Regions from separate parts of the Pan troglodytes genome. Here region 1 is linked to region 2. The links are chromatin contacts, called in public Hi-C maps. All regions are on one chromosome and are shown on one strand. Each heading gives the region's core, a stretch centred on a gene start, on an enhancer-like site or on the middle of the called end of the contact. The rest is flanking DNA. Distances are from core to core; before and after follow the strand shown.

Evidence for each region. A called contact is a pair of places that touch in the nucleus more often than the background predicts.
Region 1: a Hi-C map of stem cell-derived neural progenitor cells shows a contact between it and region 2, with 3 times the contacts expected there. The contact joins the promoter of LTBP2 here to the enhancer-like site in region 2. A contact is called at or near these places in 2 of 7 Hi-C or Micro-C datasets (induced pluripotent stem cells and stem cell-derived neural progenitor cells) and 1 of 1 datasets of contacts at active chromatin or transcription factors (stem cell-derived excitatory neurons).

What each region holds. Positions count from the first base shown.
Region 1 is chr15:72,561,233-72,565,395 of NHGRI_mPanTro3-v2.0_pri, forward strand. It overlaps LTBP2 (latent transforming growth factor beta binding protein 2), which reads right to left and starts at 2,037. Exons shown (of 35, transcript XM_063793715.1): 1 at 817-2,037. The coding sequence starts at 1,310.
Region 2 is chr15:72,460,405-72,464,362 of NHGRI_mPanTro3-v2.0_pri, forward strand. It overlaps LTBP2 (latent transforming growth factor beta binding protein 2), which reads right to left. Exons shown (of 35, transcript XM_063793715.1): 19 at 1,066-1,188; 20 at 709-834; 21 at 213-338. Among named protein-coding and RNA genes, the nearest start is that of ISCA2, 17 kb to the left of the region's middle. Within about 2 kb of position 1,752, at least 2 of the 24 cell types and tissues checked have an H3K27ac peak or open chromatin away from gene starts, as enhancers often do. A contact at or near this core is called in stem cell-derived neural progenitor cells, where this site is marked.

The DNA.
Region 1 (4,163 bases), core at 787-3,286, 100 kb after region 2:
TGATCCGATTGGGGATGGGGATTACTGGGGCATCTTCTCACTCTGCGACGGCGCCCGCGGCGGGCAGGGGGTGGTGCCCAGGGGGAGCAAAAAAGTAAATTGCAGGGTTGTGCGGTGGCTTAGCCCTGCAACGCGCCCAAGTCACGCTTACACCTAGATGCACGAGAGCACACTGATCCAATTCTCCAAGCGCCCACTGTGTCGCAGCTTCATCGGGACACGCTTCCCGCCCAAAGTGTCCAGAGCTCACGCCCACGCCCGCATCCAGCCCTCAGCGTGCGCAGGCCGACCCACGCCCCACGACACTTGTCCCAACGCACCAGCTTCGCTGCCAGCTCCCCTCCTGGAGACGCATCTACCTTCTCTCGGTGGGGCCCCCGACACCTCCTCCAACCCGCGCCCTGAGCCGGCTCAACCTCCCCTGGGCGTCAAGAGCCTGGAGCACCCACCCTACTGCCCTCTCCCCGCTGCCTCTCAGATCCCGGCAGCGCTGCAAGCGTCTACAAGAGCTCGTTAGTTGCAGGCAGGAGGAACGCGGGAGAGTGGAGAGGCGCCTTGCGAAAGGATTTAACGTCGGGGCTCCGGGCGAGTTGGTAAGAAAGGATGAGGATGATGATCTATCTTTGCCTTCAACTCTTCGAAAGCGGATCAAATCTTCCAGGACCGATTTTGGAACCTCGGGGCTGTTTCCCGAAGTACTAAAGACAGAGGGACGAGGGTATGAGTGCGGCGCCCTCTCCTCTCGCCTGCACGCCCCTCCACAAATGAGCCCTGGCTCCCCTCTGTACCCTCCAAACTTCCCTCTCCCATGCTCACCCCGTGAGCCGCCCTCGCGGCGGGGTTGGGGGCGCAGCCCCAGACCGCTGTGGGGTCCCCAGGCGTGGGAGAGCCGGCGCGGCTCGGGTCCGGGGTGCTGGTTGCTGCTGGCCCAGGGGAGTGCTTCTCCGGGTCTGCGCAGGTGGCTGGACACGCCGCGACTGCTGCGCGCGGGACGGCCTCCTGGCCTCCGCCTCGGTGGGCCTCCTGGGGCTCCCCCAGCCCGGCTGGGCCCGCTCCACGGGCTGCAAGCCCGCGACAGGCGCATCCTGCTCCCGGAACAGACTGTACACCTTGGCTGCAGCCGCTGCCGGGTAGCTGCCCCCTGGGCGCCGCAGTCGATTCGCGTCTCCGCCAGCCGGCTCGTATCTCCCTACGGGGTCCCTTTGGGCATGACCCGCGCCCACGAAGAGAGCCAGGGTGAGCGGCAGGAAGCCTCTCCAGGGGTTCCGCAGGGCGCGCCCCGGGCTGCGGGCTTTGGTCCGCGGCCTCATGGCGCGGGGCGGCTGGAGAGTGGTGCGCGCGGGCACCGCGAAGAGCTTTGTGGTCGGTACGCTGGACGCCCGCGGGCTGTTCTCCCGACTCCGCCCGGCGGCCAGCTTCTCTGAGTCTAGGGGGCCCTGAAGCGGCCGACTGGGGGCCCGGCTCTCGGCGGAACGAGAGCTGCGCGCCCCGAGCCTCGAGTCCGCGCTCCTACTCCAGCTGGGCTCGCACGGCTGCTGCACCTTCGCGCCTCCTCCCAGTGCCTGCAGCCGTCTGAAGGGGACCCGGACGGTTTTATTTTTGGAAACCTCCCCCGGCTTTTTCGTCTCTTTTATCCACACCAGGCCCCCTCCTTGGAGGGACAGCTCAGCCCCCTCATTACGGGAGAGGGAGCGAGGAATTCCAGCAACACCCACTTTGGCACCGGGAAGCGAGCGGGCGGCGAGCGGGCGGCGAGGGGGATTAACCCGTGCGGAGCAGGGGGCGGCGCGGGGCTGACCCGGGCGCTGGTCGGGCAGATGGCGCCTGCCACGACCGGGACACCGGGCCTTCTTTCTCCTGCTCTGGGCAAGTTGGAACTGCAGACTTGCCCCGAATCGTTCTCCCGCCCCTCGCCTCAGGGACCGTCTTTGGATCGGGGGACCCAGGCTGCAGCCTTGCAGGTCTGAAGGAAGCCAGGAGGGGCGCCGAGGCCCGCGTAGGGGAACAGGGCCGCCGCCCCCTCCGCTTGCGCCCTGGCCGCTGGGGGCGCCCTCCGCAGGGCCGGCCGGAGCGGGGGTGGCGCGGGGCGGGGCGCGGCGCGCGGAGCGCAGGGAGGTCCCGGGCGCGCCCCCTGGCGGAGCTGGCGGCCCTGGCGCTCCGTGGCTGCACAGCCCTGGCGCCGCCGCCTTCGCTCTGGATCTCAATCCCCTTCCACTGGCGTGAGGGTCACGCCTAAGCCTGGCGCGGTGATGGCTGCCGCTAGAAGAGGGGTCCTCTTTTTCTTTTTCTTTTCTTTCTTTCTTTCTTTTTTTTTTTTTTGAGACGGAGTTTCCCTCTTGTTGCCCAGGCTGGAGTGCAATGGCGCGATCTCAGCTCCCCGCAACCTCCGCCTCCCGGGTTCAAGCGATTCCCCTGCCTCAGCCTCCCTAGTAGCTGGGATTACAGGCATGCGCCACCAAGTCCGACTAATTTTGTATTTTATTTTATTTTTTAGTACAGACGGGGTTTCTCCATGTTGGTCAGGCTGGTCTCGAACTCCCAACCTCAGGTGATCCGCCCACCTCGGCCTCCCAAAGTGCTGGGATTAAAGGCGTGAGCCACCACGCCCGGCCAAGGAGTCCTCTTTTTCACAGAGGCAAAGACACAGAGCCTCTTGAGTAAGTCACTCAAGGAGATAGCGCATGTGAAAGAGGGGAGTGGAATCTAGGCCTCCCGCCTCTGGCTGAATCCATTCCTGGGATCCCAACCCAGCCCTTCACTCTCTCGGGAATTTCCCAGAGGGGGATTCGGTGACCCCTGATTGACCCAGTGTGTGCATTCACATCTTGTGTTAGCAGGGAGGCGGGCAGGGGTGTGGGAATGCTGACTGCCGCTGTCTGCGTGTCCCCAGTAATCAGCACACCATTCTCACCCATGCCCCCTCCCTACAGCCTAAAGGCTTGGATCAACAGGGCTGCCCCTGGCACATTTGTACAGCCTATTTCCCAGAGAGGCAGAGTGAAGGAGCTGGCATGTGGGCACCAGTTCACAACCTCCCACACCACACAAAAGACAAGCCCAGGTAATATCTACTGTTGAAATAAAGCCTCGACCCCTGGCCTTGGCCTACAAACCCTAGCTGGCTGCCCCCGCTCTGATTTCATCTGGCCTCTTGCTCTCCCTTACCCACCACACTGTGCTGCCTTGGCCCTCTCTCTGCTCCTTGAACAAGCCAAGTGAATGCCCCCTTCCCTCTACTGGAAGGTTCCTCTCCAGGATGTTAGAGGGTAGTTCCTCATCACTGCTCCTCTCAGATTAAATATCAGCTCCTGGAGTAGCCATCCCTGACCTCCAATCTAGAGCAGCCCTCCCTCACCCCAGTCATGACTCTCTAACACACCACCCTGTTTCATCTTCATAAAACAGTTGACATCATCTTGTTATTTGTTTGCTCGTGTAACTGAATTTTTTAATGGGCTGAACCTAAAGAGGGACTATCCAGAAACTGCTCCACTACTACCTTCAACCATATTATGGTAAATTTCCCTTTCCCACCCTTAATGACATCTCAGGCAGAGTCCTTGGCTTGAGAGGTCATCCCTACCAGACACGAGAACTGTTCTATTAATATAATTAAGACCCATTTTCAGACACAAAAAGTCTGCTCCTGCCCAGATCAAAATCTCATCCAAGTTAATCAATATCACATCCCATTTAATAGTCCTCCTCTCCCCTGTCCCTTTGCTAGAGATCCTGCAGTGGTGAGAGTGGTGTGTGGTCTGTTTTCCTGACCTCCCTTTTCTGCTGTGGCTCCTCTTTGTCAAGGCTGGGAGAGAGGTGTTAGAGGAAAAGTAGCAAAGTCTTATGTGACAGGTACCCTTGGTTGGCAGGTGCCAAGCGCTGGCTTCTTCATGGGCACATATGTGGGTTTTTGGGAGGTTCTCTACAGGACCTCCACCCTGAGTTGCCATAGCAAATTACTCTCTGGCCAACCTCTCGGAGACCCCTGCATCCTCTGTCTCTCATAGGACTGTCCCACCTATGCCAGGCAAAACAATGGTGGGTTGGCCGCTCCTCACCCTGCCCACTTCTCACCTTGCCACACAGGCCACTCCAGCGAGGCTCCACGATCAGAATTCTCCAGACAGGAAGTGCACACAAGTCTCTTCATTTATGTACGTCCT
Region 2 (3,958 bases), core at 502-3,001:
TCCAGAGGACCTGTCACCTGCCTGCAGAGCTGGACCCACGGGGGATCATCCCCTCATGAGGCAGCACAGCTGGGACAAGCTTGTGAGCGACTCTTGGGGAGCGGGATGATGGCAGCTCCTCCAGCCTCAGCAGCCCCCCACCTGCTGGGCTTCACCATGGCCCTGACAGAGGGGCATCCCATTTGTGTCCTCTCCCACACAGAGGCTCATACCTTCACAGGAGTCACCCAGGGGGCTGGGCCGGTAGCCCCCATCGCAGTCCTTGCAGGAGAAGGAGCCAGCCGTGTTGGTGCAGACTCCGGAGGGGCAGACTCCCGGGAAGGCACACTCATCTAGGTCTGCAGACAGACAGCGCTCGCCCGGGGACCTAGGAGGGCTCCCACTTCCCAGGCAATGCAGGAACCTCACCGTGGCCTCCCTCTCTGAGCCCCTGGGGCTTTCCTAAAACCCCCTCCCTAGAACGCTCCCGGGGCAGCCCTGCCCTCAGCTTCCCTCTTCTCTGTGACTGGCTTTTCCTCCTGTCCTCACTCTGAACTTGGGGATTATGACAATAGAAGCTCTTGTTGGGGCCAGGTCCATTTATGGGGTCTTCTAGCCTAGCCTGGAGCCCCTCGGCATCAGCCCCAAACTGGGGACAAATTGAGTGTTCTTTGGGAGGTAAGACAGCCTATATTCTGTCCCCTTCCACCACTGCCTCCCCAGGGTTACCTTCACAGGCAGTGCCGTCTTCATTCACCCAGTACCCGTTCTCACAGGCAGAGCAGGCGAAGGAGCCCTCCGTGTTGAGGCAGAGGCCTGTGGGGCATGAGGCCCGGCTGGCACACTCATCCACATCTGAAATAGGGCATTGCATTCTGTGTGGGACTCTGCAGGACAGACAGGCCAGGACACTGGCAGGTAGGCAGGGGTGGGGGAAGGACAGGTCTGGGCAGGGATGTGTTGGGTCAGTGTGAATAGGGATGCAAGGCCAGGGGTGGATTCAGGGGGCCAAGGGTGGTGTGCAGAGGGGAGGGAGCCACAAGCTGGACTGGCCTGCGGAGAAGGGGTGCTTCAGCATCTCTGTACCTTGGCAGCCCTTCTCATCTGAGGTGACCTCATAGCCCTGCTCACAAGAGCATCTGAAGGAGCCTTCTAGGTTGGTGCACTTTCCATGGGCACAGACCCCGGGAGTCAGACACTCATTCACATCTGTGGGAGAGAAGTCCAAGATGGTGGGCTGACCTCCTCCCCATCCTGCAGCCCCCGCTGGCAGGCTCCGAGCATCTCAGTTATGAGGCCAGGGAACCAGCCTTCAGAGGGGCCGCAGGCCACCTGGGGAGGCCATGAGGCCATGCTCCCTCCTCCCACCTAGGCAGGGCAGGGCGTCCCATCCCCCGGGCTCACTTCAGCCCTATCTAGTAACTCAGAGCACTCTGCATGTATCCACGCAGGGGGCCAGGTCTCCCCACCCTGGGGCTGGTTTGGCTCATCTGAGGATACTTGAAATGAGGTGTCCAAGACCCTTGACTTCCCTCATTGTGTGTGCCAGGAACCCTACATGACCTCCTACCTGCCAACCAAACAACCCACGATCCCGACCCAACAAGCAGCTTCTGCGGGTGGGCGGGCAGCGTGGAGAGAGGCCAGTCATGCCGAGGTGGCTGAGTGGCAGCCTTGAGGGCCTGGGAAACGTCTGCCCTCTCCAGAGCCTCAAAGCGTCTATTCAACACTCAGTCCCTCCCAGCATTCTGAACCCTGAGCCTTTCTTCCTGAGGGGGCTGCAGGAAAAGAGCACACGCCTCCTGCTGCAGACCTGCTGCCCTTCTGAGGGAGGAGCGCCCCACTGTGCGGTGGGCGTGCTGTTTAGACGCTGCTTTTGAGATGCAGAAGAGCAGAAGACCCTTCCTCCCTGGGAACTGCAGAAAGGCCTGGCCCCATCCTAAGACCCTTAGGCTCCTCGCTCCACCACAGGATCCAGCTACAGAAGCTGCTGGGACTTTGGGCAGTCACTCCAGAATGAATATGGCCAAAGAGGAGAAAAGGGCCCCACCCTAGCTGATTCAGAGGGCAGAGCCCTGGCGACTCATGCCCAGCGTCATCTGGGAACCCAGCTAGATCATGGAGGACAACAGCCTCCAAGCCACCTCCCTCTGCCCACCTCTTTCCCTTTCTGTGTGTGGGCTCAACCAGAGGTCTCAAGGCCGAATGGCCTGCTCAGTGCCTTGGCCAGCAGCCCTCACCTACACAGCTCCCACTCTGGCCCCGGTAGCCCTCCTCACAGGCCAGACAAGTGTAGGAGCCGGGGGAATTGACGCATCTCCCATCAGGGCAGGTACCGGGGTGACGGCATTCGTTGATATCTGCAAAACAGCAGCCCCTCCCTTGGTCATCCCTGGGAACATAGCAAATGGGTAGGTCTGTGACACAGCAAATCCTTGTCCCTGCCTTTGGCTGGGGAGAGGGACGGACAGAGGGAAACTAGGAAAGAATGAGAGCTGCCCTGTGTTCCCAACTCCACCTCTCACCCACCGTCTGGGACAAAAGAGGGAGATGGAAGAACTTAAAAATTAGAAAGGGAGACTCCCTGGGTGGGCGCAGTAGGCTATGGTTACCACCAGCTGTGGGAGGGTCAGAGGCTCCACTTTGTGAGCTGGGCTGTTTGGGATGGGCTTTCATCTCTCCCCTGGCGAATTCCTAATCCTTTATAAGCAGTGACCATTACTGGGATGTGCTTGGCACAGCAGCTAACTGGATTGCCAGAGGCTCCAGAATAGATCATCGGAGGGGCAGTGAAGGCAACTTGGGCTTCCTTGCACCAGGAAATGAGGACCATGGAGGAACCCCCAATCTTGGATATGGCCAAGACCAGCTCTGAGGCTGAGTGCAGACTGTAGGGTAGAGCTGGCAAAGCTTCTCTGCTGGAGAGCTGTCAGACATTTCTTCCAGCCAAGAATCATGTAGGGATCCTGGCACCCACTCTGGTGAGATCCAGGAAAGTCAGCCAGAAGGGGTAAGCCTGGACACCAAATGGACACCCAGGGGACGAGGAGACCCAGGAAGGGAGAGTGGCAACAGGAAGAGGAGGGAGCTAGTTCTCCCCGGAGCCGAGGAGAGGGCTCTTCCCCCACGTAACCTGGCATATCATGGGCTTCATCATCAAGGCACCCAGGGGACCTGGACCGAGTGAGGGAGGTCCTGTCACAGGGACTGAACTCTGAGTCAGCACTGCAGGAGGACATTATGCCCCTCTGGCCCGGTATCAAGGCTCTGGCCCACTCTTCACAACAGGTCCATTGGCCAAGGAAAGAGGAGGGGTTCTTCTTCCTAAATGGGTAATTGTCATTCTCCTAGAGGAAGTCCACCAGCTTATGCAGATTTAGAGGCCCTACTGCCCGAGGGGAGGACCTACTCAGCACCTATGGAGGAAGTGTGGGAGGCAGGCCTAGGGTCCGAACATAGGCTTTCTGCAGAGGGACTAAAGCCAGCAGCTGTCACTGCTGCTGGACATGGAGAGGAGAGGACATGGACCTTAAAGTGGAGGGGGAAAGTGAGTCCTCTCTGAGGTTGTTTGGCTTCCAGAAGTCAGGACACATCGAAGCCCTCTGTCCCAGAGGACTGGGACCCTCTCAAGCCTAAAGCTTCTGCCTGAGGGTCCAGAAGACGGGGACATCGCCACAGGGCAGGTGGTTTTCAGGTGGGTCTCTGCAAGGAGAGTCCCACAACTCCCATATAATCTTGGGGACACTGAGATAAGGCGCATCTCTGGCAAGAGGGTAGCCCCAGCCCCTACTTGAGTTGTGGTGACACCAGCCTTAACTATTCTAAGGGCTTCTGTAAAGTAAGAGATGGATAAAATGAAGGATCTAAGATGACTAACTTTGGCCACCCAAGAGACAGAGGCCAGTGCCATGACCTGTTGGCCTTGGCCAAGGTACTTGAAGGAGGATGGGCAAAGCCACTGAGAATGAGCAGCAATCCC